4 separate regions of the Zea mays genome follow, and regions 2, 3 and 4 are each linked to region 1. The links are chromatin contacts, called in public Hi-C maps. All regions are on one chromosome and are shown on one strand. The core of a region is the stretch at or near the end of the contact, and the rest is flanking DNA. Distances in the headings are between cores, read along the strand shown.

What was found. Hi-C and Micro-C count contacts between places; a contact is called where the count stands out from the background.
Region 2: a Hi-C map of tassel shows a contact between it and region 1, with 2.7 times the contacts expected there. The contact joins the promoter of LOC100282947 here to the promoter of LOC100280884 in region 1. A contact is called at or near these places in 2 of 25 Hi-C or Micro-C datasets (ear and tassel).
Region 3: a contact with region 1 is called in a Hi-C map of leaf, with 2.4 times the contacts expected there. The contact joins the promoter of LOC100384314 here to the promoter of LOC100280884 in region 1. A contact is called at or near these places in 8 of 25 Hi-C or Micro-C datasets (bundle sheath, ear, leaf and 2 more).
Region 4: a Hi-C map of ear shows a contact between it and region 1, with 2.7 times the contacts expected there. The contact joins the promoter of LOC100216839 here to the promoter of LOC100280884 in region 1. A contact is called at or near these places in 7 of 25 Hi-C or Micro-C datasets (bundle sheath, ear, leaf and 2 more).

Annotation. Positions count from the first base shown.
Region 1 is chr1:88,190,712-88,193,937 of Zm-B73-REFERENCE-NAM-5.0, forward strand. It overlaps LOC100280884 (complex 1 protein containing protein), which reads left to right and starts at 1,719. Exons shown (of 3, transcript NM_001153804.1): 1 at 1,719-1,875.
Region 2 is chr1:87,218,915-87,222,140 of Zm-B73-REFERENCE-NAM-5.0, forward strand. LOC100282947 (DNA-binding protein HEXBP) reads right to left here and starts at 1,679. Exons shown (of 4, transcript NM_001155852.1): 1 at 1,499-1,679.
Region 3 is chr1:87,626,593-87,629,818 of Zm-B73-REFERENCE-NAM-5.0, forward strand. LOC100384314 reads left to right here and starts at 1,783. Exons shown (of 25, transcript NM_001348678.1): 1 at 1,783-2,220; 2 at 2,318-2,485; 3 at 2,570-2,647; 4 at 2,966-3,044. The coding sequence starts at 1,972.
Region 4 is chr1:87,654,813-87,658,038 of Zm-B73-REFERENCE-NAM-5.0, forward strand. LOC100216839 (Cyclin-dependent protein kinase inhibitor SMR1) reads right to left here and starts at 1,743. Exons shown (of 1, transcript NM_001143232.1): 1 at 646-1,743. The coding sequence starts at 1,526. The coding sequence ends at 1,116.

The sequences.
Region 1 (3,226 bases), core at 469-2,968:
CCCCGAGGATAACACCTTTGGTTGATCCCTATAACATGAGATGTTTTGCATGTAACACTACAATATAGTACATAGGCAAAAAATCTTATAAACAAGTAATAAATAAAATATATGTATAGTAACAAAACTATACCATGGAAACAACAATCCTACATTGACAATCCTCATATTATTTCGACACTACATCTTGAGAAAACCAAATTGATTCTAGGATCGAGTCAGGCCATTGGCAAATTCATATTAGAGCGGCCACTTTACTGACCTGGCAATTGTTTTGCATGTGTCCACTAAGATTATAGAAATTAACAGCCTGGCACATGTTTAGAAACAATAAAATAGAAGATAACATTAACAGACTTATCTCACTAGTAACTATTGAATAAATGTCAGTCAAAATCACATTAATAAACTCGAGTACTTCAGGACATCACACAACATTACCACTGAATTCACAAGCATAATTGGTGTTTATATTTCACCATCATGGAACAAATGAAATAGCACATGTATTGTTTCCTCAATATGTTTTATGATGCATGTCACCATGCCTATTATGAGCAAAATGAGTACAAGTGCCGAACAATAAATGCCAGACCCTTATACAATCATATATAGTTGCAATCAATCTGGGCCACAGTTACTACTTAAAGCTGCATGCTCATTATAATCAGGAATAACATGTAAGCACACTCCTCAACAAACCATGAAGAGGTGGAGCCATCTACAAGCACAATTATCTCCAGGTAGCAAAAAATTATCATTAAACACCAAGGAGGAAACTCTTTTTCTACTACAAAGAGTGCATATGTACACTTCAACCTGCCAAACAATGTATGTATCCAATTCTATCATTCTATGGATTATGAATCGATTGTCTGGTCCATCACACGAGGACAAATCGCCGTATCACATGGCAGTACTGAATCATCAACGGCAATTTTTTTCCAAACCCAGAATTCAAACGGCTCAATCTTGAGTTGCAATTCTTGCCCCTACCTAAAATTCCTAATGCATACCCTAACGATGGAACCAATGACCGCTCGACCTCGCACAAATCACCGAGCTCGCAAGTCGCAACGTATAATAATGAGAGAAACAAACAAACAAAAGTCTTCAGTGTCACCTGGCCGGCACGAAGGTTGGAGAACCTGAACTCCACTCGCTCCCCAAGTCGGTTCAAGGAACGCCTGCGCCGCGGTTTAGCCTCGACATCCAGCCCTCACCCCCGTCGCCGGTTTGGACGTGCGTGCGCAATCAATCTGGCTTCTGGCCTCCTCTGCGCCGTAGCGCTATACCTGTATGGATCATTGCGATATACATGCAGGGGTAATACCTGCATGGATCATTGCGACATGCAAGCAGAGGTAAAGGATTGAGGAACCAGGCTGAGGCTCGACGAAGACGTGAAAAGGGTCGCTTTTTTTAGCTGCTAATAATACCTTTGTTCTTCAATATTTATCGTCGGCTAATTTATTTTTAACTTAAAATGCGATAAATAAAAATAAGAGTACAAGTTTTACGGCGGTTGGAATGTGCGCACAAAAAAAAATGTTCGGGAATTATATCAACAGATGTTCTAGCAATAAAAAGACAATATTAATAACTTTTCGGTAAAACAGAGAGAAATATCACTTTTGTGGGCTTAACTCCGGCTAGGCCGAAACCGGTTGATTGGACCGAACTCTAGCTTACATGGGCCGAAAACTGCATTTGTGAGTGAGACCAGGAAGAGGCATTGGTCGGACCCGCGTGGTTCTCCCGTGTCCTCTCTCTCTAGTGTCGACGAGTGGGCGAACGCCGCCACCGCCTTACGCCAGTCGCCAGGCGCTCAGGTTTTCATCTTCGGGCCCTTCACCGGCGACCAGCACCCAACAGGTACCCCACCCCTTCTCTTCCGTTCCTGCTGTGCGGAACCGAGCGCCCAAACACTAGCTTAAGCTATTTGCATTCGTATCTGATCTGATACAATTACTTAGTGTATGTTTCGATCCATTAGTATTAAACATTAGCTAGCTAATAACTGCTATTTTTTAGCTAGCTAATTTTAGTAGTGGGTGTTTGGATTCACTAGCTAATAAGGTGGTTCGACAGTTAATTGCTATTAGCACCTATTAGCAACTTCAAACCTGCTAGTGGAACTAATAGGTACCAGCACCATCTAATAATTAGCAGTTATATTTGGATCCACTAGCTAGTACTAGTTTTAGCTGCTAATTTTTAGTGAAGAGTGAAAACGGACCCAAATAGGCCCTGTGTAGTATACATGTTTTGTGCCTACAAACTTCATTTTTTTCATATTGTATAAAATATTATTTGGTGTACATGTGTATACACGTCTTTCACTGGGTTCGTCACCTTGTTGCAGTTATGTTCCAGGCTTCCTGCAACAAGCCTTGATCTCTGGCCCATTTCTGCACATAGAAGTAGGAAAGAGGGCATAGGATGTTGGCATGCTGCAGCTTATCTGAGAACCATCGTGATTAGATACTAACCGATGAACATCGAGCTGGGAAGCAAGGGACAGTTGCTAAAGTCCTCAAATTGGTGTTAGTAGTAGCAGCAGAGTCAAGAAAAAACTTTGATAGTGACCATGCTTAACATGAGTAGTCTTTTTTTCTCCCAAGTGATGCCTTGCTGTACTTTAGCCCATTTCTGATCCTGTCCTACTAAAATTGCCATCATAGGTTCGTGGTGTATTATTTTTCCTAGGAAAACAAAATCTTCTACATACACAAATTCTTTTGTATTAAACTTATTGTACAGTGTCAAAAAAACTGTGTTGAAAACATCCCCGTAAGAGGCCCCTGCCTTATCAGCCATAGTTCTTGTTGTGCTTACATGGATATTAAAGGGCTCTATGCGATAATAGTTTATTACTATGAAACTGTGATAATAAGCAACATATCTGTGGTTCATGTTTATCAAAGTTCCGCTCACTTAATATGCGTGCCATATTTTTGAATTAACCAGCAGTGTCTTATCTTCGACGCATGGTTAAAGGATTATAATGAAGCATACAGACTTGTCTATGACTTGCAGAGTTGGCACCATCATAAAAAACATGTATCATAAAAATTGACTATATAAGTATTTTGATCACATAATATAAATGCAGATTTATGGTGATCAATTCATAATGTGCACAACTGATAATGGTGGCAGAAAGCAGGCCCTGGTGAAAAAAACTGTGGTTCTGAAACTAGCCAATTATATGCAGTTAGTTAAG
Region 2 (3,226 bases), core at 429-2,928, 970 kb before region 1:
CCTGCAAAGAGTGGCGTTTTGGTTTTATCTTAAACGAAATGTTTTATGCTTGACCAAGTTTATATAGAAGATTATCCACATTTATGACAAACCAGAATAGAGTTACTATTTTCAATTGTTTTCACTTGTCTCTGGCCATACTTCACTAGTTCACTGCAGAATAGAGTATTATATCAGTATCATTGGTATGCATTATATAATTTTATCTGGTCGTTACTAGCTTACTGCTACAGTGCTACTCTCATTTGTTCTTGGTTAACCTATCTGACTGAGTTCTTGCTCTGCTAAATTGTTCAGAAAATCGTTACTCTATGTCTATTCTACATTTTTCCGAGTACTAGTTATTTTCATGCTGTACTAGTATATTATTTTTAAAATGTATGGTGATCAGATTAATTTGAGGTTTTTCCCTGTGATATTAAGTCCATTTTATTTGGATAAATATCCTAGTGTCTAGTGCTACTGCTAAATTGATACTTTCAGAGTTTTTGTAATTTAGTAATTCTCAATTTTAGCAGAAATTTTCCGTGGACAGTATTCTGGAAGAACTTAACACAGAGCTATTTATCCATATATGTTCAGCGGTCAAGCAAAACTTTGTTTTTCACTTTTCCGAGTACAAGGAAAAAAACATGTTTTCATCCAGCATTCTTTTTTTATGTACTGATATAGCACCGATTAAATTTTCTATTTGAGGAGGACTGATTTAATATTGCTTAGGCCCCAAAACGAAATCGTCTTGAAATCCTTTATTGTTAGTATCTCAATAGTGGTGTGCTCTTTGCAAAACGCAATTCGTGAAGTTTTCAGTGATCATTATTTTTACTCTAACAAATGCTTTATTTATCTTCGTTTTTGCAGTTCAGTGTTCCTTAGTGACCACTTTTGATGGATTCATTTGTGCTCTCAGTCTCTCACAGTGCAGATGCTGCTTCATAGCCCACCTCTCAGCTTCAGCGGGAGAGCAAGTTTGGTATATTGACCAAGTTACTGAGTGTTGGGCCTAACTAGACACAAATTTCTAGTGTATTACTGAGTCAAAGTTGTCTCTGTATACGTGATACTCGCTCAGTATCTTATTATGCAAGAGAAATAATATATCTTGTTTACTACACTGATTTTATCATGTACATAGTCAAATGGTCTAAAACTTGCCTCAGCCATGAGCCAAATATTGAAATACATGCAAATCCATAACAATCGAAACCTATCCCAAATTGGCAATCAAACAAAATGGATTATGTCCTTCCAGGCAGGAGGGGTTTGGGTGGTGGGAGAGGGATCGCCCAACCCCCCTCTGGATTGATTCTCCTGTAGAATGTATTGTATTTGTACCCCTAACTTGTTTAACAAAACCTAGAGAGACATGGTACACAAGATATTTTTTGCAAAAAGTTCGAAGTTTTCAGGCACCGAATAGACAAATGCATTCAGATTTAAGTTAGGGTTTAGGTGCTCCGTTTCACACAGCGGGAACGGAAGAGAAGGGTAAGAATACCTGGCGGGTGCTCGTCGCCCGGCGAATAGACTGACGAAGATGAAGGGCCCGTCCCTCGGGACCTGGCGTAGCCGCCTAGGGCGTCGGCGTCGGGGGGTGAGGGTGAGGGGGCGGGGGCGGTACTCCACACAGTCGTCGCAACGAGAGAGAGAACGAGGGGGACGGGGTGAACGGAATGGATTCGGGACGGGGCATGCGGCGGTAGCCCAGTCCGAGGGTTCGGCTCGGCCGACGGACACGGAGAGCTCACCACGGCCCACGGGCCTTGTCCTGGGCCGTTTCGCGTTTTCTTTTTTAGCAATTTCTCTTTTTCTGATCTCTTTTTAATTTCTATTCTTCTTGATTCTGTGTTTATTATCTTAGTATGACATTTCAAAATGTTCCAGTGTCTAGTGATACATTGGTTTCAAATAAAACAAACAAAAAATATATTTAATAGTGCATTATAAATAAGCAAACGGAACATTTTTATTTTATATTTATTAAGGTTGAACCTTTTATCAAATCTCGAAAACATTTTCGATTGAATGTAGAAAAGGTTTATCCGTAACTAGAAATAGTATTTTGTGCTTGATAATTTACAAGTTAATGACTAATATTACCTTCGTTTTCGAATATTTGTCTCGCTAGTTTATTTTTGAACTAAACGACGACAAATAAAAAAACGGAGAGAGTACTTCGGTACTAAATATGGAACGGCGGGTTCCCGTAAAACAAGAATATAGTTATGGTAATTACCACATATAGACTTTTTTGAGTGGTTACTTTAGAATATGAATGATTATGACTCCACTTAACTCGAGCTTGATTCATCGCACTTAGCTTCATGACATTAATATGAATGATTATGACTCCACTTAACTCGAGCTTGATTCATCGCACTTAGCTTCATGACATTATCTTATATTCTTCATATGTGAGCCAAATCTTTGAATACTTAAACCAACTCTTCACACATTCGGATGGTCATAGAATGTTTCCATCTTTTGTCTCTTGGTTTGAAGTCTGCAAAGGAAGCTAATCTTGCTTGTTGTCGAAGTACGAATTGATACTAACCACATCTGTATTTTGTCTTTTCACCGAAGATTGTGCATTTTACAGTTGATGCCTGGTTGTATTAGGCAGGCTGTCAGGGGTTGCATCCAGTTAGCTAGGAGTGCTTGTTTGGTTTCATGTGTAAAATTTCCTACATAGCACGATGCCTTGTTTGTTTGGTTCCCTGCATAACAGAATGTGGTCTACTATTGTACAGTGGTGGTGAGTTTACCAACCACAAGTCGTTCAAGGTTCAAAACACAAGCAAGTATTATTTCACCACATGGATGATCATGTTAATAGTGGCACAATTAATCATACACAAAGCAGACTTCTCTTGATTACTAGTGCCATAATTGTTCTACAACAATAAGTACTTATTTCTAATTAAAAGTGACATACAAGGCCTCACTTAATGTTCGCACCCTCACTTAATTAAAAAGGGACATGTATAGTGAGGTGTGGTTACATCAGTAAATAAAGGAGCAAAAGAATGACACTATGACAGTACTCTGAACAATGATAACTATATCCTTCCAACTACACAAACCATCTCTTGATTACTAGGCGGTGTAGCAACATGCTTGTAGTAATGTTTTCCAAGTTCATCACTTCGACTATGCATATATGAATTGAATGCAATTCTTGCTTCATGCTCACTAGCATACTTTAGGAATGCGGCCTTCCATAACC
Region 3 (3,226 bases), core at 533-3,032, 560 kb before region 1:
ATAGTGCATTGTATAATCCTGTGGAGACTTTGTGATTCCTAAACTATCATCTAGTGAGAAATATTTTGATATATTCCTTTTTAACCTTTAGAAACATGTCACTGGATGGAAAAATTGAGCAAATATTAATCACACATATTACAACTGAACATGAACAAACTTCACCTCTACAAGAAAAAAAATTGAATTGGTAGAAAATGGGAAATCCATATTTCTATAATTCTATTATTCAGAACTACATCATTTTCAGGACAGTTAACACATTAGAATATTGATTGATCACATCTGGTGGCACAATCCATACTCTCTACATTAACCCAATAAAATCACAAAATAGAAATATAGTTAAGAATAACAAGAAACAATCCATTTAATTTCTATAATCATGCCTCTAGCTGAGTTGGTTAGACGCTGCGAGTAGCACTTTTCAAATCCTGAGTTTGACTCCCCTCGATATGGGGTTAAAAATTCCCACATTGTTGGTCTCATATTATTAGTTAGAATCATTAATATATCATACATTTGTACTAAGCAAGAGAACTTATTAGAATGCAAATAGCTAATGTGGAAACAAGTAACAAGGGTGATTTTATATATAAAAAAACTGCAGCCCACCTTGTATCATGTCTATTCAATATTATAATATTTACATATTTTCACTTTTAGGTTGGAATAAGTTGCAATGCAGACTACAGAGCTAGGTATTGCACTTTTCGATAGAATAGGTAAGAGACACAATCATTAATAGGAACGACACCAGTTATATATATAATGTAAAAGCATGCAAAACAATTACATTCTTTACCTCTGAGCTCCATCCCCTAGTTCTTCATAGTAATCATGATCTTGTACAAAACTGCGATATAAAATAAAGCAAAAAGGGCATGTAGTTAGCATCAACCTTACTAAATTGGTTATAGAAATGCAACAAAGAATAAGTCTAAGACAAATACCCTTGTGTACGCAGCAACAATGCCCGGACCTCAACGTGCCCTCTCGTTTTTTTAAGAGGTGGCGTATGCTTGAAGGACATGACCTTATTCTTCAATACTAGACAAGAATCCATATATGAGACCTAGGGGATGCAGATTAGTGATGAGATGTTCAACCAGAATGAAAGGGCCTGATCGTTGCTGAGCGGGGGAGTGGGCCACGTAAAGCCACTAACGATCGGGGAGAGGGGGGGGCGACACCTCAGGGAAATGCATCAAGGATCATGATGAGAAAAGAGCTTTTACTTGAATCACGACAATGGGGGCGACAAGGCGAGTGTGCTGGTGAGGGAGGAGAACGACAACAAATCACGATGGCGAGGGTAACAATGCGGGTGTGATGGTGAGGGAGGAGAACGACAACACGCTTCATACGTGGCTTCTCCCGATGGCGTCACATTGAGATCGTGGAGGGTCGTCCGTCCAACGGAGGCGACGACGTAGGTGCGATGATGATGGCTAGGGCTGTTAAAAGGTTATCATCTTTAGCGACCAAACAAGAGGAGAGATATCGCGACACGCACCGGAAGGGAAGGCTCGAGAGATCGGGAGTAATGACATAGAGGTGGGAGGATGAACCAAGGGAGAAATGGATGGATGTAGGGATAAACTTCTACTTTATATTTATATTAGTAGAGATATAGATAGTTTGAAAGAAAATATAGATTTGGAAATCGTGAAAAAACAGCTATCACTCTTACAAGTTGGAGTGAGACTGATCATACGCTTCTTCGCGTGTAACCTCAACGGCTCAACCTCACCGTGCTCCCATTCTAGTCTCCTCTCCACTTCATTACACATCCCCGCGAAATCCCGGACCCGACGCGACCAACCACCTTGTTCAGTGACCCCCTCCCCCGCGCGATCCACCGCCGGCGCGCGTGTACCCTAACCACCGTGCGGATCTGGGAGCAGCTGGCGGCGCTCCCTCAAATGGTCCCCGGCGGCGAGGGGCCCCCCGGAAGGCAGAACAGCTGAGATGCGACGCGACGCGGTGCCGCCACCCACCGCCCCCTCAGCCTCCTCCTCGTCATCCCTCTTCAGCGGCGGCGGCGGCGAGCGGCTGTTCGAGTCTGGGCCCAGCCCGCTCGTCTTCCTTCCCCTGCTCCTGATCCAGGGCGGTGGCATGGACCTCTCTCGCGTCGGCGAGAAACTCCTCAGCTCTGTTCGCTCGGCCCGCTCCCTCGGCCTCCCACCGATCCCCACGGCGCCCCCTCCCCGCCCTGAGGTGCTTTATGTTTTATCCCTCGTTTCACGGCTTGCTTTCGTGCATTGTCGGATCAATGAGGCAGAGGTCGCTCACATTTCTTTTGCACCTTCTATAGGTTCCAGAACGAGCTGCGGCGGCAGCAGCTGCTGCACGTGCGATCGCCGGGTTGCCACCTCACGAGAGGATCAACCTGCCATCCAATTCGGAGGACTTGGTCTCCATCTATGGGAGCAACCCCCAGGGCCAACCGGTGGAGGAGCTCGAGGAGGTGTTCTATGAGGAGGTGGGTGCTGCATTTACATAGGTTTGGCTGTCTGCTTCTTTCAGGATTGATGTGTTTTGAGTTTGAATTTTGAATTATTCACAGGAGTTTGATCCAATAAAGTATATTCTGCAAAGTATTCCGGAGGAAGGAGGTGGCGATGCCACCTATTTCGATAAGCAGGTTAGTGGTGGCAGCTTATGTTTTTCATTTCTAGGACATTGTGAACGAAGTACATGCTAAGAAAAATTTGCATGTACCATACTTTGAGTAATGTGTGCATGCATAGGTGCACATAACTAAATTTGTAATGATTTGGTGTTGGTTTCAACAATAAGTATGACCTCAGTAGTAGAAACCACTTCCTGTTTTGTCGTTTAGAATCATTCTAGTGGTCGATTAACTGTAATTGGTACCAAATGTCCTGCTCCACCTGCATGAACACGTGCTTTTTAACCAAATTAACATCATCTATTTTTCTAAAGTGAATCTTTTTTTCAGTCTACATTGAGATTAGAGCAGCTTGACAAGATTGCAGAAAGATTAGCACACCATGTTATGGGTCATCATGAAGAAATGGGTACGTCTTTTCTCTGCATAGGATTGGATAGTTTTCAATTGCATGCTTTTTTTTTGGGTTCCAACCAATACATTTCATGAATGTTCATCTCCTTAAACATGTTCAGGTTTTAATTCCCTATAGCTATGAAATAATGAAGATATCTAATGCTGCTTTAGCCTCAGTTATGCTACCAAAATGCG
Region 4 (3,226 bases), core at 493-2,992, 540 kb before region 1:
ATCCAAATTATACACCTTAGCTAATAGTTCAGCTATTAGCTATATTTAGTAAATTAGTTAATAGTTAGCTAGCTATTTGTTAGTTAGCTAATTCCATTAGCAATTTTTAGTCACTATTTATTAGCTCTAGTGCATTCAAACACCCCCTTAAAGGTTTTACCAAAATTCTTAGGAAGTTAACTTCTCTTACAGATACATATTATACTAATAAGTTGATGGATACTAGAACTCTACTTGTCAAACTATACAATAAGTATGATGCATTATATGACTCTATTAGGTTCAAAAAGGGTGTCCCTCTAACTCTATTTGGTGAAAAAAACAATATTTTGGGATAAAATTTATGATGATGATGTATGCAATAAGTCTTGCTTCAACAATTAGATGTTCTACCCTCCATCCTAATCTTGATCTATCTAGGACTATAGGCAATAAGTCCTGCTTCTGCCTCTAATGGTGGTTCTGAACTTGCAGCCAACTTGACATAATCACCAGTTAGATGATAACTTCAATATCACCAGTTAGATGATAACTTCAATATCACCGCCGCAACTTGCAGCCAGGGTAAGCGCGCCGCCGCTGCCGGCGGTCTAAATCGGACACTGCCCTGCGCTGGACCCACTGCACACGGAAGAAGATGGAGCTGATCGCGTAACAAGTGAATGAGAGTATATATATATGACGCTAGTGGTACAAGTGAGCTTAGCTTCTTCGTTACACACAGGGGCTACATGGAAGAATGGAGATTCAGGGCATGCAGCTCCTGCCTAGTGCCTACAGCTAGCTAGCTAGCTAGTATTGCGCTACACCTTTTGACACCATGACACTATCATCACCACATACACACACTGAACAGCATCTAGCAACTACAGGAACTGATTGTGAGCTATAGATAGAGGAAACTAGCTAGAGAGATGTGCCGACGAGCTGTAGCAGTACAAGTACAGCAGTCCTCTCCTAAGCACCCCCCCTACCATGGACCTCCGATCCTAATAATAAGCTGCTGTATGTGATCGATCCAAGCCAAAACCACTTGGCTCTGCACCTAGCTAGCTACCGCTGCTACACGACCTGTACTACTACTACGACTAGCACCTGCCAGACGAAGGTAGCTACTATCTCTTCTTGGGCTCCGGGCAGGCCACCCTCCGGCGCTTCTTCTGGGCGGACGGCGGCGGCGGTGGCGGCGCCGCGGGGCGCGGGCGCCAGAAGAGGCGCTCCAGCTCCTCCAGCCGCAGACTGAACACCTCCACCTCGAACAGGCGCTTCCGGCACGGCGCGGGGGCCGCGGGCGCCCGCGGCTTCCGCGGCGCCGGCGGGCAGGTCCCCGGCGGCCTCACCTGGCTCTCCCCGCCCGTCGGCGTCCGGCAGCGGTAGTCCTCCTCCTCCTGCTGCGACACGGTTGCGGCGGCGCTCTCCTCGGCCACTGCTCCCACCGCCGCCCCTGCCCCGGGCAGCAGGAGCGGCGAGCTGCACGGCGAGAACGCCGGCGGCGCTGGCTTGTAGAACTCCGGCGACGCAGACATGGCGGGTATGGGGAGGCTTCAGGCTTGTGTGTGCGCGCGCGCGCTAGCTGGTTCTTTCTTGAGAGAAGAGAAGGGAAGAGGGCGGTGTGTCGTGGTGAGTGTGGAGTGGAGGAAATGAAGCGGCCGGCGGGCGGGCGGGCGGTAGGTTGCTTGAGACACTTGGTTACTTCTCCTCCCTCCCTGTCTCGCTTGGCCTTGGCCTTTGCCTGGGGATATGGTCTGCTTTTGGGAGGAAGGACCCTTTGTTTCGGCCCTTTTGTATCGGGCGGGTGTCGTTTTGTACCCAGCACGTTGGAATGATCCCGTTATTGCGTTTAGGTCCTTGGCGAGCGATAGGCCCCCACCCCAAAATCGTGCACAGTGCACGCAGCACACATGATGGCATCATGCTACGGATACTCCTCCCCACTGGGCCACCACTCGCTCGCTTCAATTATTAGGCTCAATACAATACAATGCAGGGCTCAGCGAAAATCTCTAGCCCGAATCTCACGGTACTAAAGTATTGTACTAAAAACGCTTACATTCCTATAGCATCGTGTTTGCACGACCGCACCTGCCCAAAGTCATCATCACAGCATCCCCTTCTTCTTCCTTGGGCACCTTGGAAAGGTAGCCTTTCACTCCAGATCTCCTTAAAAAAACGTAATCTCGATCATCGGTCGTCATACTCATCCGTGACGGATTAAAAAGATCAAAGGAAAGGGCTACTTAAGGTCCTCTTTGCTTCAGCTTATAGATTATATAATCTGGATTATAATCTAAATTATATAATCCAGATTAAAATATAAATAGATTATAATCTGTATGAAGCTGTTTGGTAGTCTAGATTATATAAATGTAGATTATTCACAAAGAGAACAGTACTCTTGTCTGTTTATTTGAGGTGAGTAAAGAAGGATGTCATATATTGTAATTTCTATTTACATAACCATAGGTAGTGGGTCTTTTACCAAAAAATAATCTCAAATAAGCTACGCTTGAGGAGATTGTGAGATTACCATAATCTGGGTTTTAGATTATATAATCTGAACCTATAATCTAGGTGTTTATTTACCTACTGGATTTTTTGCGCTGGATTATATAATCTAAAGAGATTATAATCCGAAACAAACATGGCATAAGTCGATCAACCGTGTGACACTTCTAGTGACTTCTAGTGATCTGACAGTATACAACTGGTACTTTGTAGTAGTCAACCTGATCGATTAGCCACCGCCACCTACCAGCCTAAAGCCTAGGCTCGACCACATACGTCTGACTGTGCCATGCCATGTAGGAGATGGAGGGTGTTGGTCATTTGTTCTCAAATATTGTGAATTAAGAATAAGAAAACACAATTGTTAAATATTAGGGACCTTCGTCTTTCAAAGCATTATCTCCTCATGGATATAATGATCATCAGACGAAGGTCATGAAAGACATACCTTCATTGTTTAATAGATGAACAAGAATGCAAAGAGACGAAAACAACAAGTGTATCTCATTGACTCATTCATATTTCCATTCCACAAAACATGTATGAGTATTGAGAAGATTTACATTACAGTGATACATTCGGCTTGCTCGAAGGCGTTAATGCGAGAGAGATTACAAATCAGCGTGAACAGTACGGTATTACTGTTCATCTATTTACAGGCACGGGACGTAGCCCGGGTAAAAGTACATTTATGTCCCTGACATTTACTTATGATCGTAAT